Regions from separate parts of the Sus scrofa genome. Here region 2 is linked to region 1. A link is a contact called in public HiChIP or PLAC-seq data. All regions are on one chromosome and are shown on one strand. The core of a region is the stretch at or near the end of the contact, and the rest is flanking DNA. Distances in the headings are between cores, read along the strand shown.

Region 1 (4,278 bases), core at 1,154-3,653:
GTTAATGAACCTGACTAGTATCCACAAGGATGTGGGTTCGCTCCCTCGCCTTGCTCAGTGGGTTAAGCATCCGGCATTGCCATGAGCTGTGGCATAGGTCACAGACTCGGCTCAGATCCCGCATTGCTGTGGCTGTGGTGTAGGCCGGCAGCTACAGCTCTGATTCAACCCCTAGCCTGGGAACCTCCATATGCCTCAGATGCGGCCCTAAAATGACAAAAAGGAAAAAAAAAAAAGGCTTATTTCCCGAATATTGGGAATAGGACCCCCTGTAGCAGGCTGAAGGGTGGTGTCCCCAAAGATGCGAGCGTGCCCCACAAACTGCAAATATGAACTCATTTGGAAAAACAGTCTTTGCCGACATAACTAAATTGAGGATCTTGTGAGGAAAAGGCAGTGAGAGAGAAAAATCAACGGGGAAAATACTATGGATTTCCCTGGAGGCTCAGCGGGTTAAGGATCTCACTTCTGCGAGTGACATCTCAGATGTCATTTCTGTGGCTCCAGTTGCTCTTTGGTCCCTGGCCCTGGAATTTCCGTGTGCCACAGGCACAGCCGAAGAAAAAGAAAAGCCCACAAATAAGGGGGAGAAATATCAGGACCAGGGGGAAACTAAGGACCTCAGCCTTGGTTAGTCAGTGAAAACTGGTCTGGACAAAAAACTTCTCTGACCTGCGGGCCCTAGGGGACAGGGGACACTGACCTTTTCCTAAGAGCACACCTCTGTTTTTCTTTCCCTTTTTTGACCGTGGGTTTTTCCACCTTGTCTTGCCTGCCCAGGTTTCTCTGGGGTTCTTTGGGCTCCTTTGCAGCCAGGTTCCTCTGGCCTTGCTGGCGAGAAGAGCCTCTGCAAATGCTGCCCAGGATGCTCAGGACCCGGCTCCACAGAAGGCAGCGGGACGCCACCCCCTTCTCCCCCTGTGCCTGTTTGAAGGATGAGGGCAGGGACGGTTGATTTTCCTGCACTGGGTTGGGGAGGGCACCGGTGGCCATGCGGGCAGCCATGTGGGCAGCATCCAGGGCAGAGGTGATAGGAGGTGTCTTTTTCCTCCCCTCTCTGCTTCCTCGTATGGATTCCCCGTCTCTCCACATTTTCTTTCTAAATGCAGAAAGGAACAAAAAGTAGTTTGAAGCTGGAAGTGCCGGTAACGAGAGGGAAGAGCAGAGGGAGATGGGAAGCTGGTGCCTCCGGGATAAATGGAGGGACTTACCGATGAGCAGGTAGCAGAATACACAAGCAATTCGTGTTAAGACAAGTCTGTTCAGTAAACAAATCGGGGCTGCCTGGTACCTTCTAGAAAGTTAAGACTCAGCTTAGATTCCTTCCTTGGGGGGTAGATTTTCTCAGCTTTGGGCTACGAAGATTGAAAATGTCCACTGAAGACAATGGACTTGAAAGGAAAGAGGTTTTTTCCACCTACCCTGGCAGGTGCCATCCGAGAAGCGGGGAGGGGAGCGCATGTGACTGGGTCATGGAGATGCACGTGACTTTGCACACGTGCGTGCACGCACGCACACACACACACACACACGTGCTTTGGGCCTTGGCTCATCTTCTTTCTTTCTTTATTTTTTTGGTCTTTTTTACCTTTTCTAGGGCTGCTCCTGCAGCATATGGAGGTTCCCAGGCTAGGGGTCGAATCGAAGCTGTAGCCACCGGCCTACACCAGAGCCATAGCAACGGGAGATCCGAGCCTCATCTGCAACCTACACCACAGCTCACGGCAACGCCGGATCCTTAACCCACTGAGCAAGGCCAGGGATCGAACCTGAAACCTCCTAGTTGGATTCCTAGTTGGATTTGTTAACCACTGCGCCACGATGGGAACTCCAAAAATTCATGCCTTTAAAGACACATCTTAACCATGACTTGAAAAGACACAAGTCCTCCAATGTTCATTGCAGCACTCTTTGCAATAGCCAAGACATGGAAACAACCTAAATGTCCATCGACAGCGGAATATTATTCAGCCATCAAAAGGAAAGAAATGAGGGCATCGTTAGCAACATGAATGGACCTAGAAATTATCATGCTAAGTGAAGTCAGTCAGACAATGAGACAACAACATCAAATGCTATCACTTACTTATGGAATCTAAAAAAGGACACAATCCTTCTTTGCAGAACAGATACTGACTCACAGACTTTGAAGAACTTATGGTTTCCAAAGGAGACCGGTTGGGGGTTGGGGGGATGTACTGAGGGTTTGGGATGGACGTGCCGTAGGGTTTGGTTGTGATGACTGTTGTACACCTGTAAAGGTAATACGATTCATTAAGAAAAAAATAAAATAGAAAAATAAAGATACATCTTAATAAGCTGAAATACGTGTCTGCTTTCCTTCTTCCCACAAGGCTTCTCCTCTTCTCTGTTTGTGTTGGCGTTTGAACATGTTGCAGACCAGTGAGTAATTGCAATGAGGTCGTTAATTTGCTTGAGCCAGACATGTGTCAGCCTGTCTCTGGGAGGGGAGGGGAGGGTGCTTATTTCATACCTCGCCTGGGCCACCTGGCTGAAATAACCTTAAAACCTGCCCCCCTTTCCCCAAGGGTCTGTTTTGAGGTTCAAACAAAATGATATCATGCTTCAATTCCCCTGAAAGTGAAAGCACAGGCCAGAGGCTAGTGGTGTTTTTATGTATGTATTTCTTGCTTGCTTGCTTTTTTTTGGTTTTGTTTTGTTTTTGCTTTTTAGGGCTGCATTTGAGGCATATGGGAGTTCCCAGGCTAGGGGTTGAATCAGAGCTACAGCTGCTGGCCTACGCCACAGCCACAGCCACAACAAGGCCGGGTCCTTTAACCACCTGTGCGAGGCTAGGGATTGAACCTGCATCCGCATGGATACTAGTCAGATTCGTTTCCACTGAGCCACAACAGGAATTCCTTTTTTTCTTTCTTTTTAGGGCTGAACCTATGGCATATGGACTTTTCTAGGCTAGGAGTGGAATTGGAGCTGCAGCTGCCGGCCGACACCACAGCCACGGCAATGCAGGATCTGAGCCACATCTGTGACCTACACAGCAGCTTGCAGCAATGCCAGATACTCATAACCCACAGAGCAAGGCCAGGGATCAAACCTGCATCCTAATGGATACTAGTCAGGTTCTTAACTAGCTGAGCCACAGTGGGAACTCCTGTACTTCTTTCTTCTCCGGCAGGAGCACAGGAAATCCCTCATCCTCACACATGGCAGGTGGCAGGTCCTGATCCCCAGACAGGGATAAAGCCTGCCTGGCAAACTGCTTAGCTGGGTCAATCTCATGTCTTGCAACTCCTTTCATTAAAAGCTGTTTAACTCTTGGCTGGAAGGTGGAGAGCCTGCCACCATATACTCTGTGCCGAGGGAAGGAGGTCTGTCCACTTAAGGGTGGCTGGTGGGTGTAGGTGGAAACTGGGGTTGTGCTGGGCATGGGCAAAAGCAGAGAGACTTTAAGAAGTCGTCAGGGAGGAGTTCCCGTCGTGGCTCAGTGGTTAATGAATCCGACAAGGAGCCATGAGGTTGTGGGTTCGATCCCTGGCCTTGTTCAGGGGGTTAAGGATCTGGTGTTGCCGTGAGCTGTGGTATAGGTCACAGACGCAGCTTGGATCCCATGTTGCTGTGGCTCTGGCGTAGGCCAGTAGCTATAGCTCCTATTCGACCCCTAGCCTGGGAACCTCCATATGCCGCTGGAGCGGCCCTAGAAAAAAGGCAAAAAGACAAAAAAAAAAAAAAAAAAAAAAAGTTGTCTGGGAGTTCCCATCAGGGTTCAGCCAGTTAAGAACCTGACAAGCATCCATGAGCATGCGGGTGTGATCCCTGGCCTCGTTCAGTGGGTTATGATCAGGCCTTGCCAAAAGATGCAGTGTAGGTCACAGATGCAGCTGCGATCTGGCATGGCTGTGGCTGTGGCATAGGCCAGCAGCTGTGGCTCTGATTTGATCCCTAGCCCAGTACCTTCCATATGCCACAGGTGCCGTCCTCCCTAAAAGAAAAAAAAAAAAAAAAAAAAAAAAAGTAACCCTGTCAAGAAATGACAAGAGGCTGGATTCTGGAAGAAGCAGAGCCAAGGGGACCCCTTTGAGAAATGTTATTTATCTTTTGCTAACTTTGACCTTCTGGGTTTTGTTTGCTTTTTTGGTTTTTGGTTTTTGTCTTTTTGCCTTTTCTAGGGCCGCATCCATGGCATACAAAGTTCCCAGGCTAGGGATCTAATCAGAGCTATAGCTGCCAGCCTATGCCAGAGCCACAGCAATGCAGGATCCAAGCCACGTCTGCGACCTACACCACAGCTCATGGCAA
Region 2 (4,032 bases), core at 376-2,875, 57 kb after region 1:
CGGGCTAGGGGTCCAATCGGAGCTACAGCCGCCAGCCTACACCCCAGCCACAGCAACTTGGGATCTGAGCCGCATTTGCAAACTAGACCATGGCTCATGGCAAAACCAGATCCTTAACCCACTGAGCAAGGCCAAGGATTGAACCCACAACCTCATGGTTCCTAGTCGGATTCGTTAGCCATTGCACCAAAACGGGAACTCCTCAAATGTCACTCTCTTTAGGGCAGCCTTCCTTGAACTCCTATCCCAGACTGGGTAAGGCACCCTTGGTATTCACCCATCATCCTTCTTAATTTCTTGTCTGCAGCCCTAGCCCCATTAAAATTTTTTTTCCTTAAGTAACATATGTACATTTGAAATGAATAAAGACCCAAGAGAAATCGCTGTAATTCCACCAGCAACTTGTTTTCCTATTTTAGTAAAGTTCCTTTAATTTTTTGTTGTAAAGCTTTTAGAAGTACAGCTTACAGTTGGACATTTGTGAATATCCTGAAAAGGGTCTTGGGTAGGTCCCCTACCCACGTGTTGAAGGGCCTGATTAAGAATCGTGGACCCTGGGGGCAGCAGATTGGGTCTGCCTAGCTCCAGTTCTGCCACCCACGAATTCGCACCCACTCAGTGCCAGGGACACTGCTGCAAGCCACACACAGTGCCCCAGCCACTCCACGTTCTCTGGCATCTGTCCTTCATGTTCCGCGCCTTCAGCTTCTCTCCAAGGACAACCCAGGGGGTGGCTCCCTGTAGAACCGCCTGAGCCTGAAGCTCCTGGGGCTTGATCGGCCATTTCAAAATGGCCTCACAGCATCCTTTTCAGATTCAAGCAGCTTCTTTCCTCCTTTTCTAACCCCCTTGGTCTCTGAGTTGTAAGCTACCGGCCGATTTTCTCAGAACCCTGGTGGCTCACGACTCCCTCGGGAAGGCAGTCTTTCGGGGAAACACGACCCGCCCAGCCTTTGTTGTAGCAACTGCACGAGGAGCCACGTACACTTTCGGCCAAAGCCGGACCGGGCCACCAGAGCTGGAGGAGGCCCGACCCCACCTGCTTTGGGCCCCTTCCTAGGTTTTGAGGAATTGAAAGAGGGCCCTTTCCCCGCCCGACCTCTGCCTCACTCCGGGCCCACGTTCACTCTCCGGGTTCCCTATTTGCATTACCAGGCACCTCGGAGTGTGGCAACTGCAGCTCTACCGCTCTGATTTTTAACATGACCTTGGCCATAAGTCTCGGGGTGCCCGCTTGGGCTCTTGCAAGAGCCTCGACGCCCCAGGGAAGGTTTCCCGTCGGTTGCAAAACCCAGGCTGTCAGAGCCCCGAGAGTCATAGAGTCACAGCCCCGAGCTGGACTTCCTGCCCTTGCTCAGGTCGTCTCTCTCATCCCACGAAACGCACCTCAAGGCGTCTGCGCGGGACGGGGTTCCAAGACTCCCAGGCTTCGCCACCCCACCCCTTCCCTCCCCTCCCCCACCATCCCAGTGCGCCTCCCCCCACCCCCGCCCGCACCCACCGGAAGGGGCGGGGCTCCGCGCGGCGGGCAGGCGGCGTGATTGGCCGCGGCGGGGCGGACGGCCGATGCCGATATAAGAGCCGGGCCAGCGCTACCTGCGCCACAGTCTTCGCGGAGAGTCGCTGCGGTTTCCTGCTTCAACAGTGCTTGGACGGAACCCGGCGCTCGTCACCCGCCCCGGCCGGCCGCTCAGAGCCAGCCCTCGCCACCTCTTCACAGCGCCCTCGGACCGCCCCAAGGCCACCGCCACCGCTCCCGCGCCGCTGCCGCCACCACCGCTCCTCAGCCTCCCGCCATGACGACCTCGTGCTCCTCGCAGGTGCGCCAGAACTACCACCAGGACTCGGAGGCGGCCATCAACCGCCAGATCAACCTGGAGCTCTATGCCTCCTACGTCTACCTGTCCATGGTAAGCGCAGGCTTGGCCGGCGGGGGGCGGGCTCGGCCTCGGAGGCGGCGGGGCGGGGTGTGGCTAGCGGGCGGGGCCTCCCGCCTCCCGCCTCTGCGCGGTTCTGGAAAATGGAGGCTGCTCCGGGTCCCCCAGGACTTCGCAGAAATTCCGAGGAGTCGGCCCTTTCCGACTGACCCCTGGGAGTGCCCCTTTGTAGGCCGACTGCCTCTGCCCGCCCACCCCCCTCCCCCCTCCCCCTTTTTTTTCCTTGCCGCGCTTGCTGCCAGTACCATCCTGCAGTTAGGAAGGTGGATTTTCGCATTTCCATTCCGTCCTCTGCATCCGATCACGTGATCCTGGGCGGAGGCGAAGAGGTCCTGCTCCCATCCCCCAGAATACGGCGGAGCCTGCTGGGTAATGGTGTCGAATAGCAGCCCTGGGGGCTGGTGTGAAGTGCTTTATCTCCAGTGGGCTGACCACCCGAACAGCCGTCTCCACCCGTTTGCTCTGCTTATCGCCAAGTCCCACTTGAATTGAAGCACATCTCTAGAAATCTCTCCTTCCGCCACAGTTGTCTTAGTCACCCGTCCTTGCGCCTGACTACCTCCTCCTTTATTCTTTTTGTCTAAAGGTTGGGGCCTAATCGAACCCTTCGTTCTTGGATAAAGTCCATCCACAGTTACAGGGCCGGCATTTTTTCCATAGAGGGGTCAGTTTTCCAAATTCCTGGTTTTAGGCGGTGTGGTAGGAGTTGTAGAATTGTCTGACCATTACGTAAACCATCCAAGAATAGGCAGGTACCAGATGGGTTTGGAACTGGCCTGGATTTCTATGACTGCCCTTCCATTTCAGGAACACCCAGCAAGGGTCTAAAAGAACCCAGTTTTGCTTTCTACTGTTATGCCTTTATATACATTGTTGCCCACAGCCGTCTACTTCCCTAGTGGGGTACTTTTAGAAATGCATCGGTCTGGCTGTAAGCTGGCAAGTTCATGTTTTAACATGGATTAATCAAGGAGGGAGAAGGAGGAAGCACTAATAGTGCGGAGTAAATACTCCACTTTCCTCTCTTCGACCAGATGTGACACTGGCTGTAAGAATTTAACTTTGGAGTTCCTGCTGTGGCGCGATGGGGTTGGCGGTGTGTCTGGAGCGTTGGGACTTAGGTTCCATCCCTGGCCTGGCACAGTGGTTTTAGGGATCCAGCACTGCCACAACTCTCATGAGGGTCACAGCTGTGGCTCCCATCTGATCTCTGGCCCGGGAACTTCCTCAGACCAGAGGCGGCCAAAAAAGAAAAAAGAACTTTGCTCTAACACAGATCCTGAGGATGTTCCATGGTGGTGGCAAGTCCTGTGATATTCTAAATGCTCCTTGTGAACATTTTTCATTTTTGCCCTTAGGAGTGAGAACTAATGACTGTTTAGTTCGATGCAGCAACGCAGCCTGCTCTGATCTCCTTAGACCCAGACCCCTTCTTGCTGGGCTTTGAGAAAGGAAGCCTAGGCTCACAGACTCCTGTTTTCACTTTTCAGTCATACTATTTTGACCGCGATGATGTGGCTTTGAAGAACTTTGCCAAATACTTTCTTCATCAATCTCATGAGGAGAGGGAACATGCTGAGAAACTGATGAAGCTGCAGAACCAACGAGGTGGCCGAATCTTCCTTCAGGATATCAAGGTGAACAAAAGATTCCAGGGTTGTCGTGCCTGATGTGTCTGGCGCTCCTCAGGTGGCAGAAGGCACAGACCTGAGCAGTTGCTCTTATCAAGACGCAGATACGTTGGGCTTGTGGCTTGTGGCTTTTGTGCTGTTGTGGGCCTATCGTCTAAAGTGGGCAGATGGTAACGGGCAAGGATAGTAAAATAGAAACTGTTGTCGGGGAAGCTTGGATATTCCTTTCGCCAAGCACAGTGCTTACACGTTAGGTGCTTGCTGACTTGGGTTTAAAGGTAGAGGCTGCAGGTGCATTGACTTGGCTCCTTCTCGTTCAGAAACCGGAGCGCGATGACTGGGAGAATGGGCTGACTGCCATGGAATGTGCGCTGCACTTGGAAAAAAACGTGAATCAGTCCCTGCTGGAACTGCACAAACTGGCCACTGACAAAAATGACCCCCACGTGAGTATTGAGGCAACC

Evidence for each region. HiChIP or PLAC-seq counts read pairs in DNA pulled down with a chosen protein or histone mark.
Region 2: an H3K27ac HiChIP or PLAC-seq map of alveolar macrophages shows a contact between it and region 1, with 4 times the contacts expected there. The contact joins the promoter of FTH1 here to the enhancer-like site in region 1. A contact is called at or near these places in 3 of 5 promoter capture datasets (fetal liver and liver), 10 of 47 Hi-C or Micro-C datasets (alveolar macrophages, blood, brain and 7 more) and 2 of 2 datasets of contacts at active chromatin or transcription factors (alveolar macrophages and skeletal muscle).

Annotation. Positions count from the first base shown.
Region 1 is chr2:9,475,693-9,479,970 of Sscrofa11.1, forward strand. No RefSeq gene overlaps it. Among named protein-coding and RNA genes, the nearest start is that of INCENP, 32 kb to the left of the region's middle. Within about 2 kb of position 2,404, at least 8 of the 83 cell types and tissues checked have an H3K27ac peak or open chromatin away from gene starts, as enhancers often do. A contact at or near this core is called in alveolar macrophages, where this site is marked.
Region 2 is chr2:9,533,545-9,537,576 of Sscrofa11.1, forward strand. It overlaps FTH1 (ferritin heavy chain 1), which reads left to right and starts at 1,626. Exons shown (of 5, transcript NM_213975.1): 1 at 1,626-1,704; 2 at 1,772-1,910; 3 at 3,428-3,574; 4 at 3,889-4,014. The coding sequence starts at 1,797.